Linked DNA regions of Gasterosteus aculeatus: region 1 is linked to region 2. A link is a contact called in public Hi-C data. All regions are on one chromosome and are shown on one strand. The core of a region is the stretch at or near the end of the contact, and the rest is flanking DNA. Distances in the headings are between cores, read along the strand shown. Region 1 holds the start of daam2 (dishevelled associated activator of morphogenesis 2). Region 2 overlaps daam2 (dishevelled associated activator of morphogenesis 2).

Evidence for each region. A called contact is a pair of places that touch in the nucleus more often than the background predicts.
Region 1: a Hi-C map of whole body shows a contact between it and region 2, with 2.7 times the contacts expected there. The contact joins the promoter of daam2 here to the enhancer-like site in region 2. A contact is called at or near these places in 3 of 6 Hi-C or Micro-C datasets (skeletal muscle and whole body).

Annotation. Positions count from the first base shown.
Region 1 is chr15:16,475,793-16,478,492 of fGasAcu3.hap1.1, reverse strand. daam2 (dishevelled associated activator of morphogenesis 2) reads left to right here and starts at 1,259. Exons shown (of 25, transcript XM_078088999.1): 1 at 1,259-1,424.
Region 2 is chr15:16,412,368-16,415,067 of fGasAcu3.hap1.1, reverse strand. It overlaps daam2 (dishevelled associated activator of morphogenesis 2), which reads left to right. Exons shown (of 25, transcript XM_078088999.1): 22 at 21-81; 23 at 270-401; 24 at 2,121-2,291; 25 at 2,404-2,700. The coding sequence ends at 2,616. Among protein-coding and RNA genes, the nearest start is that of LOC120833093, 29 kb to the right of the region's middle. Within about 2 kb of position 1,252, at least 2 of the 9 cell types and tissues checked have open chromatin away from gene starts, as enhancers often do.

The DNA.
Region 1 (2,700 bases), core at 10-2,509, 63 kb before region 2:
AACATGTTCTAGCGGAAACCCAGGATGCAATTGCGGACCTGAAAAGTCCCCTTTGATGTTTAAGTACAGGAGGATTTCAGTCAGTCAGGGAGCACAAATCATGCAGCCACACTATTATGTTCGACAGTGGCAAGTAGTTTTGCGCCAACAGTAGGAAAGCATGTCTTTACATCTCTGACAAAGCACAGCTACTTTCATTTTGACACCAGCTTCCTGTGGGTTTGCTGTCATATTAATAATGTAACCATCATCGTTCCTCATTCCTCTCTGCCCCCCCAGAAGACGTCAATGGAAATGGTCTGACAGCCTGTTTCATTCTCAAACATGTTAAATTAGTACGGATGTCTCTGCATGTGCCAAGGTCATAGTGGATGCCCAGAATTTGCAATTAATGAAGGATTACAAGGTGCGAGGAGATCAAAACACAGCCAGTCATACTGTTTCTTCATATTTTAGGGGATTAAATGCTTATCCGCTGGAGGAAACGCAACCTTTACTCTAACGTTTGGGAAACTTTGGGATTTTATTTTGTTGGCAAACTATAAAATGTTGAAACCTGTTTGAGTTGTTTGAGGTCACACTCAAACCAGTATGTTGCTGTTACACCTGTGATTATTATTTCACATGCATCAGCTACTTTTGCAAACATGCCTTGTTCCTTTTTATGTGACAACATTTACCAAAGACTACACTTGAGTTACTTGCAGACGAGTTTCGTCACTGTTTTGATGACTTGAAAGAAAGATAATTGATTGGAGACCCAAAGTTAACTTACCATGATGACTAATCATGTGTTCAGTTTGAAAACATGGTTTCATATTGTGAAACAGACACACTTAAAGCTTTTACGTTCTACAACACCTGGTCCTGGTCCTGGTCCTGGTCCTGGCTCTCCAGTGCCTCCCTTCCCCTCGGTATCTTGGTGAGAGGCGTAGCAGCAGAGTGCCAGGGGGGGTTGACTGGGGACTTGGTTTGGGACTTTCCTTGTCCTAACTAAGGACTCAAATTCACTTCACGTGACAGGGACATTAGAAGACGTTTCTGCATATCCGGCATTAACCTGCTGATGACTGCCGCTTTATTTATCTGTGACAATGGAAACATGCGACGAAACAAGGGGACGCGAGATGATGAATTGTTCATAAGAATGGAATGGACTCGTGCAATCTTTAAACCTCAACACAAACGCGCGCGGGCCGACGCGCGCGCCGCGCGGTGGCTTTAAGAGCGGGGGCGTGGTGCCGCCGGCTGTCTGACCGACTTCAGCCGCCTCCCCCCCCCCACTGACGCTCCGCGCGGAGCACGGAGCACGGAGCCGCCCGTCGGGTCTCTACTTCAGCCCCTCCGCGGGACGCGGTGACAGCGAGCGACGGCGGGATTATTGGGACGAGCTGCAGATTGTTTCTCCGCAACGAAGCCCGGAGGTAAGTAGCGCGATGCCACCGACCCCCCCCCAGCGGGAATCAGGAGCTGGTGCCTTGTGATGGGGCTCGGGAGCCCGCTCGGGGAGACGTCGGTCGGGGGGTGAACGATGGTGGATTGTACCGTGGTGTTTAGTCGGTGGGGGGGGGGGGGATCTAACGATGTGACATAAGGGCGATGAGGTTTGAGGTGGCGATATGTTGCCTGCTCGTCATGTCAGTTACGATGCAGCGCCTGATGTGGAGCCTGCAGATGTTCATATTAAAGGGCAGCAGGATCCCCGGCTGCACGTCAACTGCTTGTCAATCAAAGAATTGCACGTTACCGGCCACCATTTGAGCTACATCGCTTACTTGGAGGCTGTTCTGCGCATGACAGCCTGTCTTCGCTGTCTGTCTCTCTGACTGTCTGTCTGTCTGTCTCGGGTTTGGATACATTTGTGCGATTTCCAATGATTGATGTGTGTTGTGGCGCCACAGTCAGTTACACGATGCATTGATCGGTCTGATCTAAATGGTCGCCACACTGCGCGGTGAACTTCCCGCCGAGGCCCACAGAGGGCGCTGCGCCGTCGCGCCTCTCCGCCACGCTGCAAAACAGGCTGCGGATGAGATCAGAAGAGTTTCTATTTCACTTTCAGCGAGACTCGTCCTACCTGGGCTTTGTTTTCTTTGCCGTTTTTATCTCCAAAATAGCACGTCCATCTTGATCAATGTGTGTTTATTTACAATCGCACGCACGCACACACACGCACGTACACCTACCAGGATGACTGACCTGCGATGACCTCTGAGCTAAATCAGGTCTCTTTCTCTGAAACAGAAACCGGTGTCTCCTTGTTGATCCGTAAAGGCTAAAGATTTGTAGCCACGTCCGTCTGTAAATGCTCGTTTGGCTGATTTGACTTGGTGGGTGGGGGGGGTCATCCATACCTCTTCTAGCCCACACTGCCTGTGAGTTTACAGGATGGCATTTAATCTGACTGAACATCTGGCAGTGATGCAGCGTTGGCTCCTCTCAGTCAGTTGTTGAGGCTTTACGAGCACAGAACCATGCTAGGCACAGAAAGCATCCCCTCCTCATCTCTCTCTCTCTCACACACACACACACACACACACACACACACAGCTTTTCCAATTTAGCATCTGCTACATTCTTCCTTCTTAATCAGGACTGTGGTCCAAACCACAGTACAGTGATCATTTTGGCCAGTTCAAGGGAAAAAAGAAGTCCAGATGATGATTACGGGTGATTGGATTGGAATGGGATTATGACGTT
Region 2 (2,700 bases), core at 3-2,502:
GTTTTTCTGCCTTTCACCAGTTTGTCGGAGTTGGAAAAAGAGGTGCACAATATCAAAAGTGGACTGAAGGCTCTAGAAGCGGTGAGTTGTTGCCTCCCATTGACTCTTCTCTCGTCTGTAATCGTGTCTTTGGATGTTTAAATGTCCCTGACTCACACAAACCAGGGCATGTGCATGAACACACTGTGGTCCTTCTTCTTTAAGTATGTGAAGCACACAAAAAAAGCTCATAATGACACCGCCTTTAATCCTTTGCCCTCGCCCTCCAGGAACTGCACTACCAGCAGAGCCGGACACGGGAACGTGGGGACAAGTTTGTGGCGGTGATCGGCGACTTCATCACCGTGGCCGGCTTCAGCTTCTCTGAGCTGGAGGACCAGCTGAGTGAGGCCAGGGACAAGGTAGCACCACCGAGTTTAGATGTCCACGTGCAGTGCTGATTCTGACGCAGTCCTCAATGGTAGACATTCGTGTTGGACAGACGGAGGGGAAAGGGAGGAAGACAGAATGCTGAAGGGAGAAAGCTTGAAGCCTCTCAGTCCCCAGTGATGAGTTGAGCTGGGAAACCGGGCCTTGACAGATCCCTGACTGGTCTTTCTCTGTGTTTGTCTCTCTGACTGAATTCACACTCTGCTTCCTACTACTGGGACAAACGGTCTTTTGAACTTGTGCATCGACGAATGGTAGGAAGTATGCAAGCTGAAGACATCAGCGGGACCTTGGAAGTTACACGAAAGGATTTATGTGACCGGGTTACTCAACGCACAGACCCGTTGGTGCTCTGATGCACATTTAGCGTCCAGATGCTGACGCATTAGAAGCTTTTTCACAATATACTTTAAGATGACACATGTCCTTTTCACTAAAAATGACTCTAAATCGCCCAAATTGCTTAAATTCCCCGAAAGGGCCATCAGATGTTGTGCTCTTGGGTTCCATGTGGAGCCGCCCCTCGGCCTAGTTATTTAAGTAGGAGGTCGGTAAATAAAATCAGAGGGAAAACGGGCCGGTTGGGACGTCATGGCAACAGAACGGGAGGAGCAAGGCACCGGTTACTGCTGTGAAACAAAAGAACCTGTGTGTGTGTGTGTGTGTGTGTGTGTGTGTGTGTGTGTGTGTGTGTGTGTGTGTGTGTGTGTGTGTGTGTGTGTGTGTGTGTGTGTGTGTGTGTGTGTGCGCTCTAAGTGGGGAGTATGACGCATCAACTTGGTGTTCACGGTTCTCTGCCGCTCCGTTGCGGTTTCCACTGGGATACAAATATGAAGGTGTGCGTCTGCGCACAGCGCGTCCGTCTCAAGAGGTGGAGGACGTTGAGGACATGACAACGAGAGAACACTCAAATAGTGTTTGTGTGTTTCTCCTCTCTAATGGAATCCTAAAACCTGATCACAAAACAGTTTTTCTCTGTATCGTAGCCTGTTGGTGCCGGTTAATGGACTAAAACAGGCAAACGGGCCACTGGGGCATTTTGAAAGTCAGTTGTTCGTTTTTTTTTTTTCAGCCCCCCGTCATCTGGTTTTTAACCATGTGACCATTGATTCCATGCTGGAGGGCAATGAATGGAGCAAAGCTATACAACACAGCTGATCCTTTTCTACATATCATGAACCATTTACTTATTTCCCACTCGCCCTCTTTCATTGAACCCACCAACGCACTTTAACTACGACACCATCACACCCCTCTTTTTCCTCCATTTTGTGTTGTTGGTAAATAATTGCAGTTTAGTTCATTGGGTTTCCCTTGAGTGCATTTTGATAGCGAGTTCCCACGCAGAGGAGTCCCAGTACCTCCTGTATTATTAACAGGAGATGAGCTGGAGGTGCCAGGCCACGCCGGATCCACCATGTGTTAGCCAGAGCCCGTCGGAAACAGCCTGTAAAAATCATGATTTATAACAATTTCTTCAATAAAGCTTCATGAAGAAATGTTGAAATACTCTAACGGCCATGTAAATAGATATTTAACCGCTCACAGAGTAAGTGTGTGTGTGTGTGTGGGTGGGTGGGTGGGTGGTTGCCTTTCATTACTAGATAAGAGATATCTGACAGCAGACATCAGATTTTTATACGTGTATATATGTATCCGTATACATGAATGACTTAATAATCTCTGTGCAGTTCACCAAATCTCTGAAGCACTTTGGAGAGGAAGAAGGGAGGATGCAGCCCGATGAGTTCTTCGGGATCTTCGACACGTTTTTGCAGTCGTTCAACGAAGCGCGGCAGGACCTGGAGAACATGCAGCGGCGCAAAGACGAGGAGGAGAGGAGGGCCCGCATGGAGGCCATGGTGAGACGTTTTACACAACAAAACCTTTAACGTCAATCTATTCTTTCTCCTTTTTTTTTTTTTCAATATAAACAACTGAAACAAGAATTTAAAAAGGGTTTCTGTGTTGCAGCTCAAGGAGCAGAGGGAGCGGGAGCGGCGGGCCAAGAAGGGCGGGGCCTCAGACGAGGTCGGCGGGGAGTTCGACGACCTGGTGTCGGCGCTGCGTTCCGGCGAGGTCTTCGACAAGGACCTGAACAAGTTCAAGCGGAACCGCAAGCGCTCCGTCAACCAGCTGGTGGAGGGTGGGGGCCGCGAGCGGGCCGTCACCAAGGTCAACTACTAGGTTGAGAAAAGGAAAGAAAAGAAAGAAAGAAAACACCAGACTGTTAAATGGTGCCGTGGTGTCGCTCCCCTCACACCTTTAGGT